Linked DNA regions of Mus musculus: regions 1, 3 and 4 are each linked to region 2. A link is a contact called in public HiChIP or PLAC-seq and promoter capture Hi-C data. All regions are on one chromosome and are shown on one strand. The core of a region is the stretch at or near the end of the contact, and the rest is flanking DNA. Distances in the headings are between cores, read along the strand shown.

The links. Promoter capture Hi-C pulls out the DNA fragments that hold promoters and counts their contacts. HiChIP or PLAC-seq counts read pairs in DNA pulled down with a chosen protein or histone mark.
Region 1: an H3K27ac HiChIP or PLAC-seq map of trophoblast stem cells shows a contact between it and region 2, with 6 times the contacts expected there. The contact joins the promoter of Tdp1 here to the promoter of Galc in region 2. A contact is called at or near these places in 5 of 39 promoter capture datasets (the 3T3-L1 cell line, 3T3-L1-derived adipocytes, hippocampal neurons and 1 more) and 1 of 115 datasets of contacts at active chromatin or transcription factors (trophoblast stem cells).
Region 3: an H3K27ac HiChIP or PLAC-seq map of microglia shows a contact between it and region 2, with 9 times the contacts expected there. The contact joins the promoter of Nrde2 here to the promoter of Galc in region 2. A contact is called at or near these places in 2 of 39 promoter capture datasets (the 3T3-L1 cell line and liver) and 1 of 115 datasets of contacts at active chromatin or transcription factors (microglia).
Region 4: a promoter capture Hi-C map of liver shows a contact between it and region 2, with 2.7 times the contacts expected there. The contact joins the promoter of Calm1 here to the promoter of Galc in region 2.

The regions. Positions count from the first base shown.
Region 1 is chr12:99,882,838-99,886,062 of GRCm38.p6, forward strand. It overlaps Tdp1 (tyrosyl-DNA phosphodiesterase 1), which reads left to right and starts at 1,681. Exons shown (of 16, transcript NM_028354.5): 1 at 1,681-1,715. It overlaps Efcab11 (EF-hand calcium binding domain 11), which reads right to left and starts at 605. Exons shown (of 6, transcript NM_030172.2): 1 at 445-605; 2 at 1-20. The coding sequence starts at 519.
Region 2 is chr12:98,257,947-98,260,884 of GRCm38.p6, forward strand. It overlaps Galc (galactosylceramidase), which reads right to left and starts at 1,513. Exons shown (of 17, transcript NM_008079.4): 1 at 1,189-1,513. The coding sequence starts at 1,383.
Region 3 is chr12:100,158,059-100,161,175 of GRCm38.p6, forward strand. It overlaps Nrde2 (nrde-2 necessary for RNA interference, domain containing), which reads right to left and starts at 1,595. Exons shown (of 14, transcript NM_001290303.1): 1 at 1,482-1,595. The coding sequence starts at 1,545.
Region 4 is chr12:100,197,982-100,200,777 of GRCm38.p6, forward strand. It overlaps Calm1 (calmodulin 1), which reads left to right and starts at 1,454. Exons shown (of 6, transcript NM_009790.5): 1 at 1,454-1,735. The coding sequence starts at 1,733.

The sequences.
Region 1 (3,225 bases), core at 431-2,930, 1.6 Mb after region 2:
TCATCGCATGCTTTAAATACCTAAGGAATATTAAACATCTACAGTTAGTAAGCCAGAAACCAGAAACACAGACATCTTAAACTCAACCTGGTTGTGGAGCTTTCAAAATGCAGTTTCAGTACTCTAGTTTTAATTCTCAAGCAATATAACCGCCGAGTTAAAGATTTCCCTCTGTCCCCTCTCCCCAAAGTTTAAGGAACTTGACCAAGTTTAAGGGGCTGACAAATCCATTCCTCTAAACCGCTGGAATAAACTGTACTCGAAAGCTCAGTCCTGGGATTGGGAAGGTGATGGGACGGATAGGAGGTCGAGGTGATTATCCGTGGACAGTGTGGTGGGCGGGGAAGTGATCAGAGTCCTGCAGCAATGCCAGAACCAAGAGGGGTGACAGAAGTGGCCCTGGTCAGGCTTAAGTCTGAACTCGGGTCGCGCTCCCACACCTACTTTCACCCATTTCCTGCGTTCTGAGGCGCTGGCTTCGCCTGCTCGGGGCCTTGCGCCTGCCTCTGACAAGAACATCGCCACCGACACGGAGACCAAGCCAGGCGTCTCCTCCGCTGCAGCGAGAACACAGACCAGCCACTGCGGCCTCGCCCACCACCGCTGGGACTCAACTTCGCCGCGCAACTCCAACGTCTCCTCCCATTGGTCAGTCTCCGAGCCACTGGCGTTGATTTCGTACTGTCATTGGTTAAAGGCGCTGTTTAACGATGGGGCGGGGCCTCAAGGCCCGCTCCCAGACCTTGGCCCCGCCCCTACTCGATTTTTCTTGTCTTAAGGGAGGTCTGGTACCTCTGGGCTCTCTTAACTCGTTTTGATTGCTTTCAGGCTCTCTCCCAAATTTACAATAAACTCTTTTTGATTATTCTGACCCGTGTCATTGCTAGATTTGGCAGGAGACACACGAAGAATGTGAAAAAAAAAGCACACAAACACAAATAATGAGTGAACACCAAGATTCATTTTTAAACTGCAAGTCTTTGGACGGCCTTCGCAGAGCAGCTACTATGTTTATTTTCGCCCTCTTGGTAACCCTGGCACGTAACACTGTGTCTAGGACAATTAAACGGAATGTCCCGTTTTTTTGAATGTTTACACAGAATTGATTATTCAACCCCCCGGAAGGCGATGCCTGACGTGAGGCTGACTTAAGGAACAGCACAAGAATCCCATACCAGACATCTTTATAGAAGATGAGGAATACCCTCTACCCTTCTGGCAAATCAGTGAGATTGACAAGAACATGACCGTTTCAAAGGAGAAACCTTCAAAGGAGGTTCTGAGTCTGATGGGAGCTCATTTAACTTTTTATCTAGCAGTCGATTTTAAAGTCTGAAGCAGCTGTCTTTTTCTACCGCTCACCCATCTCCCAGAGCACGCCGCTGTCTTAGCCTTGAGAGCCTGAAGCTGCCTAAAAGCATCCCCAGAATGGAGTCGTTGTTTGCAAATTAACCTCGAGAGAGAAGCTACCACAGCTTTCTGTTTCTCTCTTCTTTCAACAGGAAACTAGCAGAGAGTGAGGCGTTCATTCGGCTCTTTTCTGGTCCTCTTGGTCTCAGGCAAATGAGGCTGTCTTTAGGACCCAGTGGGGGGCTTCCGGAAGGGGAAGCGGCTGGCTAGCTAGGCGGCGGCGCCGGCGAGTTTGAACTGCGCGCATGCGCGGGCGCGCCGCGGGGCGGAGTCTCGGCGGCGGCGGCGGCGGCCTGGCGGGTCAGGTAGGTGTCTGCCGCTGCGGGCGCCGGCTCGGGGCGGGCTCTGGCGGCAGCGGCGGCGGTAACTCTGCGCCCGCCCTCCTCATGGCGGCGCGATGGCCGCTGCCATCAGATGTGGTAGTGGAAGGCCAGCAGGGCTCGGTGAGGACCGCGAGGAGAGCGGCGAGGCCGGGGTCCTTGGGCAGGGTTCCTCCGCTCTGAGTCCCGGGAGCCCCGGACCCTGCGCTCCTAACCCTTGGGACGCGCTGCAGAGCCGCTGGCCTTCGCTCCCTCCGTGGACCACGCTCCACACCAGGGACACCGCCGTGATATTGGGCTGTCTTGAGGTTGAAATGAGTCTGTACGCTTGGAATTGTGTCTGGGCAGAGCTGAGCGCTCGGGGAACGTTGGCAGCTTTACGATTTGCTTACTGTACCCCCAAATTACTGCTCCTTGACCATCGTCAGCACCCCACAGCCCAGCTCCTGCAGAAGCGTCCTTATCGCCACGTGTGCACAAAGTTGTGTTACATATGATCATTTTAAAAGACTAGACGGGCCAAGGCACTCTCACTGGGAGTCCCATTGTCTTTAGAATAAAATTCGGCTTTTAACTTGCCTTACTGTCCCCACCCCTTCTTTCTGGACCATTCCTGTGTTACAGTTAGAACCTAGCTACCTCCTCCTGGCCTTCAGCAGGTTGGATTCCATCTGTCTGGAATGTTTCTCGACTGCCTTTTAGCCCGCGGATTCCTTTCCCTCCCAGGTCTCATGCTATGCCACAAATGATTCCAAAGAAAAGTTATCCCTGTAAAATGTAGTGAGCATCTGTAGTCATCTTGACTTTTAGGCTTTTTATGTGTTAATGTGTGCCTTTCACCCTGAAATTAAACCTGTCTAGGATAGAAGCTTTATATTATTAACTCTTTATCCCCGACCTCAATTCTGCTTACTTCCCGGCTCAGAGGAAGGACCACCTTGGAAGAATCTGGTGCCTCTGTCTTAAATGTCTGAGGAGTAGTGTCTATATAGAAGAAATACTGAGTCTGCTCAGCCAACCGGGGAATAGTGGAAGCAAGGTTCTAAGCGGAGTGCCTTTTTTTTTTTCATCAGCTGTTGTGTGTGTGTGTGTTTGTACACACACCTATACAGGCAGTTTCCGACTGTCTTCCTCAGTTGCGCTCTGCCCTGTTCTAGTGAGTCAGAATCTCACAGAACCTGAAGATGGCGGCAGTTTTCTTTCTGGGTGACTGGCCAGTGAACTCTCAGACCTCCTTGACTATCACAATGTTGGGGTCATAGGCACAGGTATTATGCTGGGCTTTGGAACTCATGGCAAACCCTCTTATCCACGGCTCAAAGCTCTAGCCCTCCATGCATATTTTTAAAAGCCCTTAAGGAAATTTCTGATGACATTCTGAGTTTGCTGTCTGGTGAAAGGATTCCATAAGATTTTTTCCCCCATCTTGGTACAGTATCCAACACTGCCAAATTCCATTGCCTCGCCTGCCTTAGTTTTTATTTATTCTCTTTAC
Region 2 (2,938 bases), core at 263-2,762:
TACTAACTGACTATTTAATAGATTTACCTGCTCTGGAGGCTGGAGAGATGGCAACTCACGTGCTTCTGGCCTCTGTAAGCACCAGTACTCACATGTACAAACATTCCCAACACACACACACACACACACACACTAAGGCTTACTACATCACACCAGGTTATGAAATTATTTTAATAATTAAAAGTTGAGTAAATTAAGCAAAACTGGAAATCTCATTTTTTTAAAAAAGCCTTTACACTTAGATTTACTATCACAAAGATACCAAAAGGAGACGTTAAGGTTGTATAAGAAATATTGGCTATTTTAAATTTAAATAAACTGAGAATAGATTAGTTCATTATTACACACACACACACTGGGGTATAGAACTTTTTACTGCACTCCTAGCTTTTCGGTAGATCTAAAACTACTCTTAAGATTTCAATTTAAAAGCAAACCCACTTCCCAGTCCTGAGATCTTTGAGTCAACAAGAAATCACTCTCAAGACCTCATCTTTTGAGAATTAGCTGGTGTTTATTAACAAAGTCAGAATGGGAGAGGAAGACAACTTAAATTTTAACCAATGCACCTAATGATTCTTATGTGCCCTAACAGAGCCAGCATTCCCTCGTTCCAACACAGACACGCCACAGTTTCTGTTAGTGGATGAAGGTGGCCCTCTTTTAAAACAATATCCCAGATCGCTTCAGGCTTTACACAACTCTAAAGAGTCCAAGAGGTCTTACAGGGAGGGACGGGGTGCTAATCACTGTTCAAGAAGGGTCCCCAAACCCTGCCTATGTCTTCTGACTCACGGCTCCACCAACTAACTCCCTGGGAAGGAAGAGAACCCACCCCCCCCCCTCCCCAAAGCATCTCGCTGAGGCTTCGCAGTCCCTCTCTGGCTTTTTCCGGAGGCGACCCTTCCAGCGCGGCAAGGACAGCCCTGGCCGGCGATCCAGAACGAGGGCTCCCTCGAGCCCGGGCCACTTGACTGCAGCAGACGCCTGTCCCCTCGAGACGCCTGGCTCCCCATTGCAATCTAACCGCCAGCCCGGGTTCATCTCACCCCGGCGCGCGGGGAAGCGGCGTGCGCTCGCCCGGCAACGCCGCGGGGGCTTGTGGGAGGGGGCGGCCCCGGCGGTCCCTGCGGTCCCTGCGGTCCCTGCGCCGCACCGCACTCCTGCCTCCCGCCAGCCCGCGCTCACCCCGCCGCCGCTGACTGCGCCGATGCCATCGAACTCCCGGCCCAGCCCGTCGGAGTCGTCTAGCACGTAGGCGCCACCGGGCACTAGCAGCGCACACAACAATAAGGGCACCGCAACACGGCTCGCCGAGCCCGCGGCGGCGGTCATGACTTTTGCTTGGCGTTGCTGGGAAGCCTTAGGTTGGCTGTTAGCCATTGTGCGGGTCACGCGACTGTGGCGCCCGGGGAGGCGGGCCCGATCGCCTCCCTGAGGAAGAAGAGCGGGCGGCTGAGGAAGCTTTCGCCATCTTAAGTGAGGGCTGCGGGCTGTCCGCGCAGCCGCTGTTGTGTTGAGCTGGGGGGGCGGGGTGGGGGGCTGGTTGAGCGAGCTTTGCCTTGTCACTTCTGTGTCAAAGAGGCGGGACCGGTCTCTGCGTGTAATTACTTAGTGACCACTCTTCCTACCTCACCTGATGGATCATCTTAGAAAACGGGAAGTGAATGGTCAACAACGGTCAAAAGAGGGCTTTGAGTGGTCCTACTCTAGCCGAGCATTCCCAGTAGGAAACAGCAATGAGGACCTGGCTTTAAGCGCCCCCAGTTAAGCGGTCACCTTGGTTGAGTCGCTTGGCTTGAGGACCCTGAATTTTTCTAAACCACCGTGAGACCAGAACAGCAAGTCAGGGAACTCCGGATAAGATAAAAGTAAGATAATAGGCACTCGGGAAGTCATAATTGTGCACTTATATACACTTAGCAAATGCTAGCTGACAAAGTTTGTTCGATTGAGTAGTCTGCTATATCCAGGTCTTTTAGCCTTAAAAGAGTTAATATGATTACTCGTCCAAAATGTTGCTATATAGTAATTTGAATTGCGAGACCTAAAAAATACAATAGGTTCAGAATACTCGGACCTTTATTCTGTTTCTTGAATAAAAAATGACTATGAAAATCACTTATGAAAGATGCCCTGACTTACATAGAGGAAGTGGTAATGTTTGCCAACTCCTGTTACAGTAACCCTTGCCTTCCTATTCACTTCTCTACCCAGTTAAATACCCTGGCAGGTGCATCCAACCTGTGCCTGAGACCACATGGAGCAGATGATTGCTATGAAAGCACCCTACCCCAAAATTGTACATAAACTTAACTCAAGACATTCTGTGACTTTTTATGATTAAAATAGTCAACTGTGCAGACCTCAAGTGTGAAGTCTATAGCGGACAACATAGTGTCAGGATAAGAAAAGGTTGGACGTGCCTGCTGGCAGCTTGTGTTCTTAGAACTTGTTCCATCTACCAGTCTCACCTTGAACTCAGAGAGTTCTGCCTGCCTCTGCCTCTCTGCCTCTCTGCCTCTCTGCCTCTGCCTCTCTGCCTCTCTGCCTCTCTGCCTGCCTCTCTGCCTCTCTGCCTCTCTGCCTCTCTCTCTGTCTCTCTGCCTGCCTCTCTGCCTCTCTGCCTCTCTGCCTGGCACATTTTACAACCTAAATTGCTCCTGATCAGATTCAGCATGTTTATCATTAACTGTTTGTTTGTTTGTTTGTTTGGGGGGGGGAGTCTTCAATTTCTTAGGGTATGCCCCTGTGCCCTGTAACTTAAATTTATGTGCTTCATCCATCTAGTCTGTCACAGCAGTTTAATTCTTAGGACCCAAGGATGACAAAGGTGAAATTATGCTTCCTCGAAACAATCATAAGCTACCTTCCACTGTCAGTAAGACTGATGTGATAGGAAAGTGAACTGTCCTGAGAATTTAGATTCCCCTAATTT
Region 3 (3,117 bases), core at 345-2,844, 1.9 Mb after region 2:
GACATGACCGAGAAGCAAGCTGGGAAGGAAAGGGTTTATTCAGCTTACACTTCCACACTGCTGTTCATCACCAAGGAAGTCAGGACTGGAACTCAAGCAGGTCAGGAAGCAGGAGCTGATGCAGAGGCCATGGAGGGATGTTTCTTACTGGCTTGCTCAGCTTGCTCTCTTATAGAACTCAAGACTACCAGCCCAGGGATGGCACCACCCACAATGGATCCTCCCACCCTTGATCACTAACTGAGAAAATGCCTTACAGCTGGATCTCATGGAGGCCTTTCCTCAAGGGAGGCTCCATTCTCTGTGATAACTCCAGCTTGTGTCAAGTTGACACACAAAACCAGCCAGTACACCCCCTCTCTCAGAGAGAGAGAGAGAGAGAAGACAGAGAGAAAAGGAAGACAGAGAGAAAGAAGAGAGAGAAAGGAGAGAGAGAGAGAATTCTGACTTCTTTTGGATCCCTATAAGCAAACCAACCGTAAAGAAAGCTGAACAGTAACTCATAGTTAAATAATATATAGTTAATTTTCTTAACTATATTTTGTTTTGGTTTGGTCTTTTTTGAGATTAGGGTCTCTCTATGTTGTGGCCCAGGCTGTCCAAGAATTCACTACGTAGATCAAGCTGAGCTTGAATTCAGAGATCCACCTGCCTCTGCCTCCCAAGTGCTGAAATTAATGGTGTATGCCACCACTGCCAGCCCTTCAACTTGACCGTACACTTTCAGTATTAGATGTATTTTCTGCATTTACCTGCCATGGTTAACTTCATTATAGCTGACACTTGTCTTAGCATTTAAAATACGCACCCAGTTCTCTAATCCCATGCTTCTCTTCCACAGCCCCTTGAAGGTCCCTGAATTCTTATCTATACAAATCATATCCTCTTGAAGACCATTCCAAAATTCTGAACGTTTCATTTTTATGGTTGACTGTGGCTCATCTATGACATTTGTAGCATACTACCTTATACTGATTTGTTGCTGTTGTTACTTAGTTTCGTTCATGCAACAGGTTGCATTATCAATCCTGACACACTTATTGAATACGTCTATATTTTGGGCCTGTGTTTCTAATAAGTGTGCTACAATGAATAGACAGTCTCGGAATTTGTTGACGGTTACAATTTAGTAAGGAAAAATCAGAATTACGCCAACCACAATTGCAAGTATTTTAAGAGGGTTTCTTTTGCAATGGAGTTGTATCATTGCAGCTTCTAGGAGAATGAAGTCCAAAAATACGGTAATGTTAGCGCCAGACATCATCGTAGGCTTAGTTTCCCCTCCGCTTACTTGACCACCGTAGCGCCTGAAAGAGCCTCTGGCCCTACACTTCAGACAAGACCCAGAAGGCTTTGCAGCGCCGCGGAGAACTCTGGGATACAGGTGGATAAACAAAGCAAAGAAAAAAGGCCATGACCCAGGCCCGAAAATCTGCCATTAATTTAATGGATGTCTTTTTCGACTCTTTTGGGGTGCTTACCTTTCCTGAATGCCCCATCACCGGAGGCCTCACTTACGTCCGCAAAAGCCGGGAACAGCGCCATGATCACAGGCCGCACTACCACTCCTGCCTCAGAAATGGCGCCGTCTGGAGAGCTCTGGTTGGAGGACGGTGACTCGCGAGGCACTCTGGGAAATGTAGTTCTTCCTGCACTCTTTAAGGCTTAACTCCTGGGCAAGGCGGTGCGGAGACCCAAAGGGTAGAGAGGGGAGGAGGGAAGAGGGTGAGATTGAGGAAGAACAGTTTCCTTGTAGTTAGTGCCCTCCGGCTTCACTGAACAATGGACAAGCAGGAACCGGAAGAGGAAGTTGGGAGGGGGGAAGGTGTGGAAACTGGAATTCAGCTCCTCTGGTAAAAGCACATTGCCTCCTTTAAACTGGATCAAAGTAATCAAATTCTGTAAGATTCATTTTCCTCCTCTGCAAGATTGTGTGTGTGAGTGTATGTATACGTACACATATACATGTACAAATTGCAATTGTTTCACCCATAAGAAGCATTTAAAAGGTGGCTTTAAACTGGGTGTGGGGGCAAACCCCTTTTAAGTCCCAACACTCAGTGGTAGAGGCAAGTGGATCTCTGTGAGTTCGACACCAGCTGGTCTACATAGTAATTTCCATGAGAGTCAGAACTGTATAGAGACGATGTCTCAAAAAAAGCCAATAAAAAGAAAGAAAAGAAATGAAAAATTAGCTTCTATGTGAGATGTGACAAGTTCCACGGCAAAATGTAAGTGATCCAAATATAAGTTGTCATTTTAAATACCCTAGGAATACAGAAGAGTACAAAGTCCCAATAAGATAAAGGTCTTTGACAATAAATGCATATACTTACCTATAAAGTATTTTTGAGATTCCCCTACCAAAAAAAAAAAAAAGGTTGGGTGCAGGAGCCAATGAAATGGCTTAAATAATAAAGGTACTACCAAGCAAGCATGGATACCTGAGTTTCATCCAGGCTCCACAAAGTTGTCTTCTGACCTCCAAGTGCACAGGGCACCACAATAAAATAAAGTTTAGAAAAAAAAAAAAGCTAAACCCAGAGATGTGACTAATCATCTAAACAAAGGAATGGATGGAAACCTATCCAAGCAGCTCCGTGTACCATGTAAACTGTGTGTACCATGTAAACTGTGTGTGTCCAAAATAAATGTCCAAGTTTTCAGGTCCCTAAAAGTACTTGGAAAAAGGAGGCCAGTAGAATCCACTTGTCTTCAACTGTAAATCTCAAGTTCCGCCAAACCTGACAGGAAGTTATCTCAGTTGATTAAATCAATATCTGCATCAGGGCACGATGATGCTCACCTTTAATCTCAGCACTCTGGAGTCAGAGGCACTGGCACTCACTCTGTGAGTTTGAGGCCAGTCTGATCAACAAAGCAAGTTTCAGGACAGCCAGGGCTACACTGAGAAATCCTGTCTGTCTTAGTTAGGGTTTTACTGCTTTGAACAGACACCATGACCAAAGCAAGTCTTATAAAAAACAACATTTAATTGGGGCTGGCTTACAGGTTTAGAGGTTCAGTCCATTATCATCAAGGTGAGAGCATGGCAGTATCCAGGCAGGCATGGCACAGGAGGAGCTGAGAGTTCTATGCCTTCATCCAAAGGCTGCT
Region 4 (2,796 bases), core at 204-2,703, 1.9 Mb after region 2:
AATTCATTGGATTATTGACTATGCTTTAAACTGAATTTTTATTAGTCTCTTTTCTGTGAACATAGGGATATTATGTGTCTGACTGTGAATGGTTTTTAAACCATTTGCAAGAGGGCCAGCAGTACCCTTGGGGGGGGGGGGCTGCCTGCTACAGCTTCTCCTTAAACAGCAGGTTAACCCTTTCTGTAGCATTCTAGGAAGAACAAATTGAAGCGCAGTCCCACAGCTGCTGACATACTGTCTGAGGTGATCCTAAGAAGTCCTCTGGCGTTTGCAATGTTCAGGGACATTTTTGAATCTTTTAAAACACCTATCTGCAAACTTTGACAAAGCCAGAAAAGAAAGGTAACTAGTCTTTCCAGAGAGGAGCATGCTAATCACACATTTTGCCACAATTTCTGAAAGAAGAAACAACCTGCAGCTTGTCCTGGCCTTGCAAACAAAAGATCAAATTCTGCGCTTTGTCTTGGCAAGAAACGAAACTGCAGCATTTTGTTAAGATTTTCTTCTTCTTCTTTTAAGTTCCAGGCTCCAAACTAAGACCTGAAACAGTTTTTGGTCGTCCCTGTCCCCACCCCCACCCTAGTTTACAGAAGAACAAAGAATAGTAAATTTAAAGGTTAAAACATTATTTAAGGACTATAATTAAGATTGTAATTAAGATAGTGGAGCACCCTACTAGAATCAATTGGCTGCACAAGTTCCAGCTGTAATCAGAGTGATCCTGTGTATCTTTCCCCTTCTTTGTATATATCAATTTATGAATTTCCAGGACCAGGACAATTAGGAAAAACTCAAAAGCGTGGGCTCTGAGGGCGACATAAGCCGCTCACTACGTTAATTTTGGAAGCAGGCCTAATAGAATTTGCCACAGGAAATAAGGAACAAACCTAGCAAGGGACAACTCTTCAAGCATCTTTAAAATTTTAGTAGGTATGTAAAAACACGAAAACTAGACTGGTTGAGCGTGTCAACACCACACAGACCTAGCAACTGAGCTTCTAACTGTGCCTCGGACAGTTCTCCAAAATGAGAAAAGTAACATTATCTGACCAATTTCTTCCCCAAGGCCAACCACCGTGTCCTCAACACAGTCCTCTCGCCTCTACAGCTAAGGTTGGATTCCGCCTCCCCGCGGCTGTCCTCAGCCCCTAGATCTCCTCCAGGTCCTCCCCTGTGGGGGACCCAGGATTGGTGGCTCTGCAACCTCGAAGCCACCAGGAGTGGTGGGAGGGGGGACACACAGGTGAAGTGGGGCTGAGTGACGGACACGCGCCTGGAAGCCCGGGACGGCCCCCCAGATTTCGCTACGCAGGCATTCCAGCTCTAGAGGACTCTTGCAGCAACAGACCAGCACCCTCGCTCAGGTCTCCGACTCCCCAGTGACCCCTGCCCGCGTAATGGGCCCGCCGCGCCGGGCGCGCCTGGGGGGCGGAGCCTTGCGGTGAGGTCCGGCTGCCGCAGCGCCGCCCTGCGCGAGGCGGTACTGCCGCGGCGGAGGGATACCGCGCACCGTATATATATCGCGGCACACAGGCTCGCGCTACGGCAGTGGTGCTGGGAGTCTCGTGTCCGTGGTGCCGTTACTCGAAGTCGGGCGGCGGCTGAGGCTCAGCGCACAACGCAGGTAGCGCGTTAGCAGCAGCAGAAGCGGAGGCACCTCGGCGGTCACAGCCCCTGCGCTGGTGCAGCCACCCTCGCCTGCTCCGTTCTTCCTTCCTTCGCTCGCACCATGGTAGGTTGGGATCGGCAGTGGCAGACGTAGCAGCTGCCCGAGCTTTCTGAACAGATTTGTAGTTGAGTCTTGGGGTCTCCCCCTTTTCCTGGTTGAGGTTACCCCCTACCCCATTTTGCCAGGTGTTACGCAGCAGCTGCAGTGAAAGGGGATGTATTTTCGGGTTTGCATCTCCGCTCTGGCTGCCAGAGAACCTCCTCTGAGTTTTGGGCGCCTCTGGGGCTGGACTCTACAGTGGGCTGTGCGCGGGCTGGAGCCGCTGCCACAGCTGCACCGGGGCCTTCCGCATCCACCCCCTCCGCCAGCCCCGCACCCACTGCATCCAACGCGCCGCACCCGGGCTGCCTGCAGCGCAGCGCCTCGGCCGGGGCCAGCGGGGCGGGGGAGCCGGGCGGGGCAGGCCGCGACGTCCCGGTAGTCAGTCCCCGACCGCGGAGAATGAATGGGTCGCGGCGAGCCGGGAGACGTACAGGGCTTGGACCGCGGCCTCGGGGTGTCCTCAGCCACCTTCAGACCCCCTGACCAGCCCAGTCGGGAGTCCCCCCTCGCTTGCGGTCCCCTCCTTCCTCCCGGGGGGCGCGGCGCGGGCGTGAGCTGGGAAGGAAGGAGCCGGGGAAGGGTGGGGTTGGGGGCAGGAAGGCGAAGGCTGGGGGGCGGAGAGGGCGGAAGCGGCCGCCCTGCGCCCGGGCGGGGCCCCGCAGGGTGGCCGCGCGCGTGGCTGGGCCGTGCGACCTCGGTCCCCCTCCCGGTGCCGCGCGAGACGGGCGCGATCGCTCGTGTCCGCGGGGAGGCCCCTTCCCGCGGGAGGTGCTCGGCTCGCGCTAATTGGGGCGGCAGGGCGGGGGAGGAGAGAGTTGGCGCGCTCCTCGGTTTCCATTAGAGACGCAAAGTTTCTGCTGGGGAGGAGGCGGCGGCAGGCTCAGTGCCTGGGGGAGCAGGAGCGGTGGGAGGTGCTGGAGATAGGCAGCACCACGGTCCTGGGGCCCCTTTGGGTCTTCACCCTAGTGCGGCCCCTCGCCCGGCATGCCCCTTGTCTCTCGCTGCTCCCTGGGCGGCAGGGA